Linked DNA regions of Gossypium hirsutum: region 2 is linked to region 1. A link is a contact called in public Hi-C data. All regions are on one chromosome and are shown on one strand. Each heading gives the region's core, a stretch centred on a gene start, on an enhancer-like site or on the middle of the called end of the contact. The rest is flanking DNA. Distances are from core to core; before and after follow the strand shown. Region 1 holds the start of LOC107936806 (cytochrome P450 81Q32). Region 2 has its middle 25 kb from the start of LOC107887344.

What was found. A called contact is a pair of places that touch in the nucleus more often than the background predicts.
Region 2: a contact with region 1 is called in a Hi-C map of seedling, with 1.6 times the contacts expected there. The contact joins the enhancer-like site here to the promoter of LOC107936806 in region 1. A contact is called at or near these places in 8 of 34 Hi-C or Micro-C datasets (cotyledon, leaf and seedling).

The regions. Positions count from the first base shown.
Region 1 is chrA07:11,914,281-11,918,892 of Gossypium_hirsutum_v2.1, forward strand. LOC107936806 (cytochrome P450 81Q32) reads left to right here and starts at 1,782. Exons shown (of 2, transcript XM_016869574.2): 1 at 1,782-2,872; 2 at 3,259-4,026. The coding sequence starts at 1,982. The coding sequence ends at 3,873.
Region 2 is chrA07:12,029,359-12,033,970 of Gossypium_hirsutum_v2.1, forward strand. It overlaps the pseudogene LOC107887346. Among protein-coding and RNA genes, the nearest start is that of LOC107887344, 25 kb to the right of the region's middle. Within about 2 kb of position 2,128, at least 6 of the 9 cell types and tissues checked have an H3K27ac peak or open chromatin away from gene starts, as enhancers often do. A contact at or near this core is called in cotyledon and leaf, where this site is marked.

The DNA.
Region 1 (4,612 bases), core at 532-3,031:
AATACCAACATCTCAAAATCCAAAAACTAGTATGGTCTTCTATCATTTGCAGAAGAAGAAACTAAAATTAAAATATAATTTTTACATATAGAAATCATATGATCTAAAATACAAGTAAATAAAAGAGAGAAATTATATATTCTTTTTGGGGATAGAATTTAAATTTTTAAGGAATTTAATGTAATAAAATTCATCTTAAAAGGGGTGCTATGTAAATTTCTAAAAGGTTAGGGGTAGTGGCCTTTGCCTACCCCTTGTATCTGTTATTGCATATAATATCAACTTTAAACAACTCAATGAATTAAATAAAAATTTTAGAATAATTTAATAAATATTTTATAATTTTTTGAAATTAATTTACTTAAATATAATTTTTTTAATAGCTTGATAACCATGAATAAAATTTACCCTAAAGATAAAGTACTGTTTCTAGAACTAGAAGAGCATTAACGTATACGCTTACGTCTAGTTGATATTGATAGCGTGCCAAATGCGCACTTCACTTTTTGTCATTTTCTTTTGACTAAATTTTTTAAAGACTTTTGAAAATCATTAAGCATATCCTTCATTTAAAGGTTTTTTACTTTAATAATATAAAATAAATAAATAAATATTAGAGAAGAAAAATAATATTCACGAAATTAGATAAACACTACGATAAATAATTTGTGTTATAAGATCAATCTGCAGTACCCCTTTCTATTTTAAAGAAAATTATTAGCTATACTTGTATTTTAAACTCAAAATATAATTTTTATAATATACATATAAAAATAAAAAATATATTTTTTACACTTGCCACAGATGTGACCTGTTGATCACGGGCTTGGGTTTTAAAACCCAAAAATTTTTATATCAAACTTTTTTTCAGCTTAAAAAATATATATATATTATTAAAAATGATAGAGTGCCACCTAATATATCAGTGACACCAATAAATAATATTTTTTTATGCGTATACTATTTAAAAAACACATATTTTAAATTTCAAATACTTTGAAATACAGGTGTCGCCGACTGATCCTGCACCTAAAAAGAAATTCCTTTTTAAAGAGGAAAGGGGTGTCGTCGATTGGCTAGGCGACACTAGTTATTTACTGTAGTATTTACCTAGTTTCGTGAATATTAATGCTCTTATCTTATTCTAGTATTTATTTATTTATTTTATATTATTTATGTAAAACCCCTTCATTTAATATTAAGAATATCATATATTTAATTTTAAATAAATTTGTTTCAATATTATTAACTAAAGTCAAGATGGAGTATATACTTTCTAATTTGTTTTAATATTTATTAATCATTTTATATATTTATATTTCCTAATGTATTAAACAATGATGTTTTCACACTTAATGATAAACTTAAAGAAATTTGAAATCTTGAGTTTGAGATACACGTGGATTTTCATTTATATTAATCCTACAGTAATCATTAAGAATTTCAGCAATAGCTATTAGTTTGTTTACTAAAGTTGTAAGTTCAGTATTTATATTTTAAATTGGTAAAATTTGAAAGATTTTTTAAATTTTAAAATTTTAGTTATCAAATGATAATTATTAAGTTAAATTCTATTAGTTCTAAAATTTGATACGATAAATATATTAATATAATATCATGTTAATTTATTATTTTCATATATTACTCATTAAGAATTTAATTAATAGATTAATAGTTATTATTTGTCTCAAGATTAAAATTTTAAAATTTTAAAAAGTACATAAACTTAGAATAATCTAATTGAAAAATATAAATTGTGTTTATAATTATACACATAATATAAAACTAACAGATTTAGCGAGTTAAAACTAAATTTTTAAAACTTAAAAAGTACAACTTTTATAAAATATTGGCACTACTAGCATAAATTAACCTTGAATGAAATGCAATTAGAAATTGGTGGACAAATTCATCACTATCTTTAATTCTCTCTATATAAAAAAACAAAACACCGTGAATTAATGAATAAACCATAATCAAAATGGAAGAAACAACAATTGTGTATGCATCTCTTTCACTGATCTTTCTCCTACTTTGTTCAAAATTATTATTTCAATCCAAAAAATATCCCCAAAACCTCCCCCCATCCCCACCTTCACTCCCCATAATCGGCCACCTCCACCTCCTTAAAACTCCTATCCACCGTTTCTACCACCATCTTTCTCAAAAATACGGCCCTGTCTTCTCCCTCCGCCTTGGATCTCGGCTCTTTGTGGTGGTTTCGTCTTCAGCCGTTGCCGAGGAATGCTTCACCGTAAACGACATAGTTTTAGCCAACCGTCCCAAGTTGATCGCAGGGAAGTACCTCGGCTACAACTACACCACAGTTTCCACCTCGTCTTACGGTGACCATTGGCGCAACTTACGTCGCATCGGCGCTATTGAAATCTTCTCCTCGAGTCGTCTCAACGCCTTTGCCGCTGTTCGGAAAGACGAGGTCCGGCGGTTGTTGGTGAGTTTGTCGCGTGATTCGCGTCGGGAGTTTGTGAAAGTGAAGCTGAAATCCATGCTTAATGACTTGACGTTTAATAACATAATGAGGATGGTTGCCGGGAAAAGGTATTTTGGGGAAGAAGTGACGAATGAAAACGAAGCGAGGGAGTTCAGGGAGGTTATAGAAGGGACGTTTAAGAACGGCGGTACGGCGAATCGTGCGGATTTCTTGCCGGTTTTGAATTGGTTTGGAGGGTACGAAAAGAAGGTAAAAAAGATTGGGAAAAAGTTGGATGGATTGCTGCAAAAGTTGGTCGATGAGCATCGATGGATGAAGCAGGAAAATAACGGTAATGGTAGTATGGTAGATCACCTTCTTAACTTGCAACAATCTGATCCTGATTACTACACTGATGAAATCATCAAAGGGCTTATGCTGGTTAGTTCACTCTTCTTTCTCTTCAAGTTTCATTGTTTTCGAAAGGGTATGAGGCAAAAAATAAATTAAGTCGGAAATAGTTGGTCAAACGGTCTAGTTTTTGTATGGACTTAATTAAGTAGGTTTTTCTCAAATTTCAAGGGCTTTTCAAAGATTAAAAAAAAACCGTTAAATGGGAATTTTGAACTTATAAATTAAAATTGTACTTTATCCCCTCAAAAATGATAAAATTTTAAATTAATCATTTAAAAAAATGATAAAGATATAAGCTATTAAAACGGTAAATTTACATTTTAACTCTTATAATCTTATATAGCTTAATTCTAGGCTATTCTTCGAAAAATTCTCTAGCCTTGTCCCTAATAACATACATGGTGATCATGCAGGTCCTATTACTAGCAGGATCTGATACAACATCAGTGACCTTAGAATGGACAATGACCAATTTATTGAACCACCCAGAAGTATTGAAGAAGGCTCAAGCTGAAATAGACACTGAAATAGGACAAGAAAATTTGATTGATGAAATAGATGTTTCAAAGTTAAAGTATCTTCAAAGTATTATACTAGAGGCTCAAAGATTATACCCTGCAGTCCCTCTTCTACTTCCTCATGTGGCATCTATTGGTTGCACTATAGGTGGATACAATGTGCCGCATGGCACAATCGTGTTAATGAATGCATGGTCCATTCATAGGGACACTCAATTATGGGATGATCCGACAAGTTTTAAGCCAGAAAGGTTTGAGAATGATGATTCTCAGTCTCACAAGATAATGCCATTTGGGTTAGGAAGGAGGGCATGTCCAGGGTCAGGGCTTGCTCAACGAGTAATAGGATTAACCCTTGGCTCATTGATTCAATGTTTTGACTGGGAAAGGGTTGATGGTAAGCAAATTGATATGAATGAAGGTATTGGAGGCACAATGCCTAAAGCTCATCCATTGGAGGCTCTGTGCAAAGCTCGACCGATTGTGGATAAAGCTTTGAAACTTCTATAAATAATTCTTATGTTAGGATTTTGTGCCCTTAGTAAAGTAATGTTTCAAACTTATTGGTTTGATAAAATCTTAAGAGTTAATTATCATCTTTTGTATTGTTGTGCTCAATGGTTTTTGCATGAAAAATAAAAAGAATAAGAAAATATTGACTCATTGATTACTTGAGATTTACCTAATACTAAGTTGCATCATAAAAGTGAATTATGCAAGATAATTTACACTGCAACAATTTTAGGCAATAGCAACATTTTTTTAAAGATATAGTAGCGTTTACAAGTGCCTCTAAAAATGTTAGAGGCAAAAGATAAGCCACTCTGAAAAACGCCGCTAAAATGATCGTCCATAAAAGTCGTGACGTTTGACAAAAATATGTCGCTATCATAGCGACGATGTAACACTTTTTGTGGCATTTCCAGCAGCCACAAAATGCCATAATTAGTGGCCTTTATACTATATTTGTCGCTAAAAATAAGATATTACTTTAATGGCTCTATTTATGTATAGCTTTGTTTTTCTATGTAACGTCACAAAGTCACTTATTTTTGTGGCATTTTTCTCACAAAACACCTATGTAGTGCTACTTTTTAATGGCGCTCTCATCTACAATTTTCGCTAATTGTCTACTTTTTAATGGTATTTTTTTGGTTTAAATGCTACTGATTTACAATATTTTACTTGTAACGTCCCACAAATATATGGGTCTCTGTTTGTTAACCTTGTCATAATCAAGTATATGTTT
Region 2 (4,612 bases), core at 878-3,377, 120 kb after region 1:
AACTCGAGCTGAGGGTGCTGGAAATGTGAGTCTCATCAAAATATCAAGAGCAGAAGGTGGCACCAGTCGATCTCCCTTTCTGACAGCACTATTAACTAAAATAGGACGGGCTTTCGAAGAGAAAATTATTCTGATCTCAACAGATAAAACAAATAAGATCTAAAGAATTGGAGGAAAAAGAGAAGTATTGGCATATTTCTCAAATCCCAAAGCCCAAAGATTTAAAAATGCAATAAATTTATCAAAAGAAAATGCCACACCTCTCTACTAATTGCAAAATCAAGTCTCTAGATTGAGGATTACAACTTGACTTGTCACTTAGCATAGGCAGCAGAACATGTACCCACATGTACAGGCCCACAGCTAAATCTCCTTGTGTGGCCTGTGGAAACAAATCAAATTAATGGTTGAAATTCATACCCAAAAGAGTGATTTGTGCAGGAGGAAACATTACAGTCTTAAGGTTGTCAATAGCTACCTGAGCAATCATCCACACAGTGATAGGCAATTTATCCTGTCCCTGATATTTTGGATCTTCCCTCAACTTTGGTGCCAAACTGATCAAAACATCAGGCTTTCTTCTTAGTGCCATGGATAGAACCACAAATATAGCAACCTGCAATTCTGGATTAGTTAATTAAGCAGGAATTGCTTCTCTGAACAGCTAAACAGAAGCATTAAAGGAACATCCGGACAATCGATCTCATTTTTGGCTAATCAGTATCACTCGTATCCATTTTAGTTGAGACCCTTCTCAAAGATGCAACAGAAGTATTTTCCAAGAGTATTGGAAGAAATAAGATCAACAATTACCAGAGACTTCGATAGTGCTGGCTGGGGAACTTTCTTTGATCCCTTAGTAGCTCCTTGATGACTAGCAAGGTCAGCCTGTATACTGTACAACGACCATAACACAAACGATACTAAGACATCCAAAGATCTCCGGTTCAACCAATCAACCGATGTCTTATAGACATCTTCCGGTACATTCGAAAGCGGAATCTATTCAAAACAAAATAACAATATCCAAAATCAAGCTAGCAAAGTTCTCTCCATGCATGTCCTACCACTGAATATACAATAACTGAACAAACCTATGAACTTTTCCAAAATATTAATGAAATAGAACTTAAAGAAGTAAGCTTACATCAACCAATTTCGAAACGGTAGATTCTTTGAAAAGCCTTAACCAGGGGAATTGTGCTGCACTCACTGAAGCAAATGCTCTTCCAAAGTAATCAGCAAATCTCATTAATTGTATATCTTGTTGGGTCTCATAAGAGCTCTGAATTTTTTTTGTTAAAGTAAGAATCAGATTCAGATCAGTCAGAACTAAAACACACACACACACAAAAAAAAATAATGTAAATTTGAAGTTACTGTTACTCACAGTGATGTCAATAAGAAAAGCAGTAAGATCACCGACTTCGATCTTCGAAGCAGCTTCGGCTACAGTCAACTTCGGTTTCTTCGGCTTTTTCGGCTTCACCTTCTTAATTTCCACAGCACCGTTCTCCTCCACGCCACCGGTGTCACTATCATCTTCATCATCAACCTTCACTCCATTAGAAACAGCAGAAGAAACTGCAGCCTCCGCTTTCGCCGCCGCAGCAGCTTCGGCTGCGCGACGACGGCGATCCTCAGAATGTTTCTGGATCGAGCTGAAAACGTCGGAAGAGACGCCGCCATTGTAAAGATCAGAAAAACCACCAGAAGGAAGAGGCTTCGAAGGCTTCCGATTCCGTTTTGAATACGACACAGTTTTCCAGTCGTTGACGTCGTCGTTTTTTCCGTCTTCGTTTTCAAATTCTCTGAGAATTTGCTCGATCATAGCTGAATTTTCGTCCATCATTATTTAAAACTAAACAAAAAGTAAAAACACTTTTCCTTCTACTTTACAGAGGAGAGGTTTAAAACAACGGAGTCTCGTCTGAGAAGACTGTTTAGTCCAGCGAGAGAGATCGGCGGGGAAGAAATAAGACTATAAGAGGGGAATGAAGGCCGCGGGTTTTAAAGGGAAAGATTTTACAAACAAGGGAAAAAAGACTGGACAGTGTTTCAAAAATGGGCACGTGGATTACTGTATTTTGTTTTTTTCCTCAACCCTTGATTTTACATTGGTCCAATTCTATAAAAAGTCCCTGCACTATTCATTTGTTTTATATAGTCCAGTACAATGACCTGATTTATATATCTAGACTAGGAATGGCAGTAGGTCATATATTTGTACTTTGTAAACAATTTGAATCTATGAACTTAACTAAAATATAAAATTCCTAAAATTCTTTTTATTCGTATATAAAATCAAAATTACAATGTGAATTTGAATAACTAAATCTGCATTCTTTATACAAATAAACAATGCAAGTTTGGATAATAAATGTTCAATCCACATTTGTTTTGAATTCACATAGGATAATAATTTTATAGTTCTATTTTTCTTTTTTTGTCGAAAAAGGAGAACCAACGTCCTTACAAAAAACTCAAGCAATGACAACTCTAGGATAAGCCACTCCCACAGAATCAGCTAACAAAAGATTCAAGACTACTAGGAGGAGCCTTAAAAAATTCGAAAACCATCCTCTAAGCAATGACCCATATTATTGTTTTGTCACAGAATATAGAGAAGAATGAAGCACCAATCTCTATGGAGCTGACTTGTTATTTCACCTACCAGACTGCCTATCGTTAACACCATTGTGAATCATCTCAATTGAAGTAAAAGAATCAGATTCTATATTAACATTTCTCCATGCTACTTCAACACCAAACACAATACCCCTAAATAAATGCTACAATTCCCCCCACTATACATCTGCTGCTTCCCAAAATTAACAACACAAGACACCCAGATCCCGGAGTAGTTGGTCACTAAACTCATTTTCGCTATTTCACCCCCAACAAATCCTATTGTAGCATTGGTGTATGGAAATTAAGTTATATATTTTTATGAGAATTAAAATGTAATTTTACAATTTTAATAACTTATATTTTTATAATTTCTAAATGATTAAATCAAATTTTATCATTTTAAAAGGCCAAAGTATAATTTTACCCTTTACTTTATCTAAAACTTAAAAGGCTAATATTGAAATTTTACATTTTTGGGGGGCGAGGCCACTACCATCCCCCAAGCTCTGCCTTGTAGGGGCGATTGTAATCACATGACAATTACATTTTGCTCCACTTATTATGGGTATTTGCCTTTCTACAAATTCCAAGTTTCATGGTAGGTTGACTCTTTTTCGTTACCTCCTTTTTAAATTGGTAACTCTAGATATTCTAATATCTACTTAAAGTTAAGACTTTTATGGGATGACATTCGTTCTTTGATACAGTAGGTACATATCAAAACTCAACATAGACACCATTAGATGGACCACTTCATTTGTAGAGCGGCGTTATGGTAGGTTGACTCTTTTTCGTTGCCTCCTCTTTAAATTGGTAACTCTAAATACTCTAATATTTACTGAAAGTTAAGACTTTTATAGGATGACATTTGTTCTTTGTTACAACATGTACATATCAGTACTCAACATGGACACCATCAAACGGACCACTTCATTTGGAGAGCGGCGGTATTCATGTTTTTGTCCTTGTACCCAAAAAAAAAGAAAATATTAAAAATATCAGATTATAGTAGAAAGATTAATTATATTAAAAATGTATTGTATAGGGACCTTTTATAGAATTGAACCATTTTGAGTTTCTCAAATCTAGCTCTCTTTGGGTTTCAAGCCAGGAGATTTTCATTAAAGGTAGAATTATTTTGATTTGATTTCCTAATTGAATTGAATTTTGAGTTTAATTCTATTTCATCTAAATTATAAGTTCATTAATATAAAAATATTAAATTTTAATTATATAAATAACAAAATAGGTTTTTATTTCAAATAAATTGAAATTGACTCTCAGCTAAATATTTTTATATTATTAGAATCATATCCAAATTAGATCTTTTGGATTTAAAAAAAATGAATTGATTTCAAAATTTTTAACTTAATTTACTTTTTAATAATTCGCATTTTATAAATTTAGAAACAATCACAACCGTCTGATCATAAATTGATGACGCCATATCAGCTTTAAATCAAGGTCTGATAATACATTTGTACGTAAGAAAATTTTTGTTTACTTTTATATTCTAGAAGTTTGGCACTTGTAGGCAGTTGGAGAAATTGATATGCCCAAAATCAAAACTTTCTAACCTCCAAAAATGAAGAAAGTTATATTTAGTTCTTTCAAAATTGATCAAATCGTAAATTAATACATGATAAAATGATATTTTGTTCTACCAAAAGTTTTTAATTCGATTTCAACCCTTAAAAAAGTTTTGGATTCGCCCTTGCCGCTACAATCAAAGTCTTGTTAGTCAACCAACTTATCTTTTAGTATAAAAAATTATGACACATTCATGATATGGATGAAAAAAATATATTTATAAAAAAATATTAAAAAATGAATAACATTTTAGTTGAAACAACAAAATTGAGGGTTAAGGGATGTTGGTATTTTATGTTCAAATCTCACCATTTGTGAATTTATTTTAAATTTAAATAAACTTTATAAAATAACAAAAACATTTTCTTAATAATTTTCTTAATTGAATTGA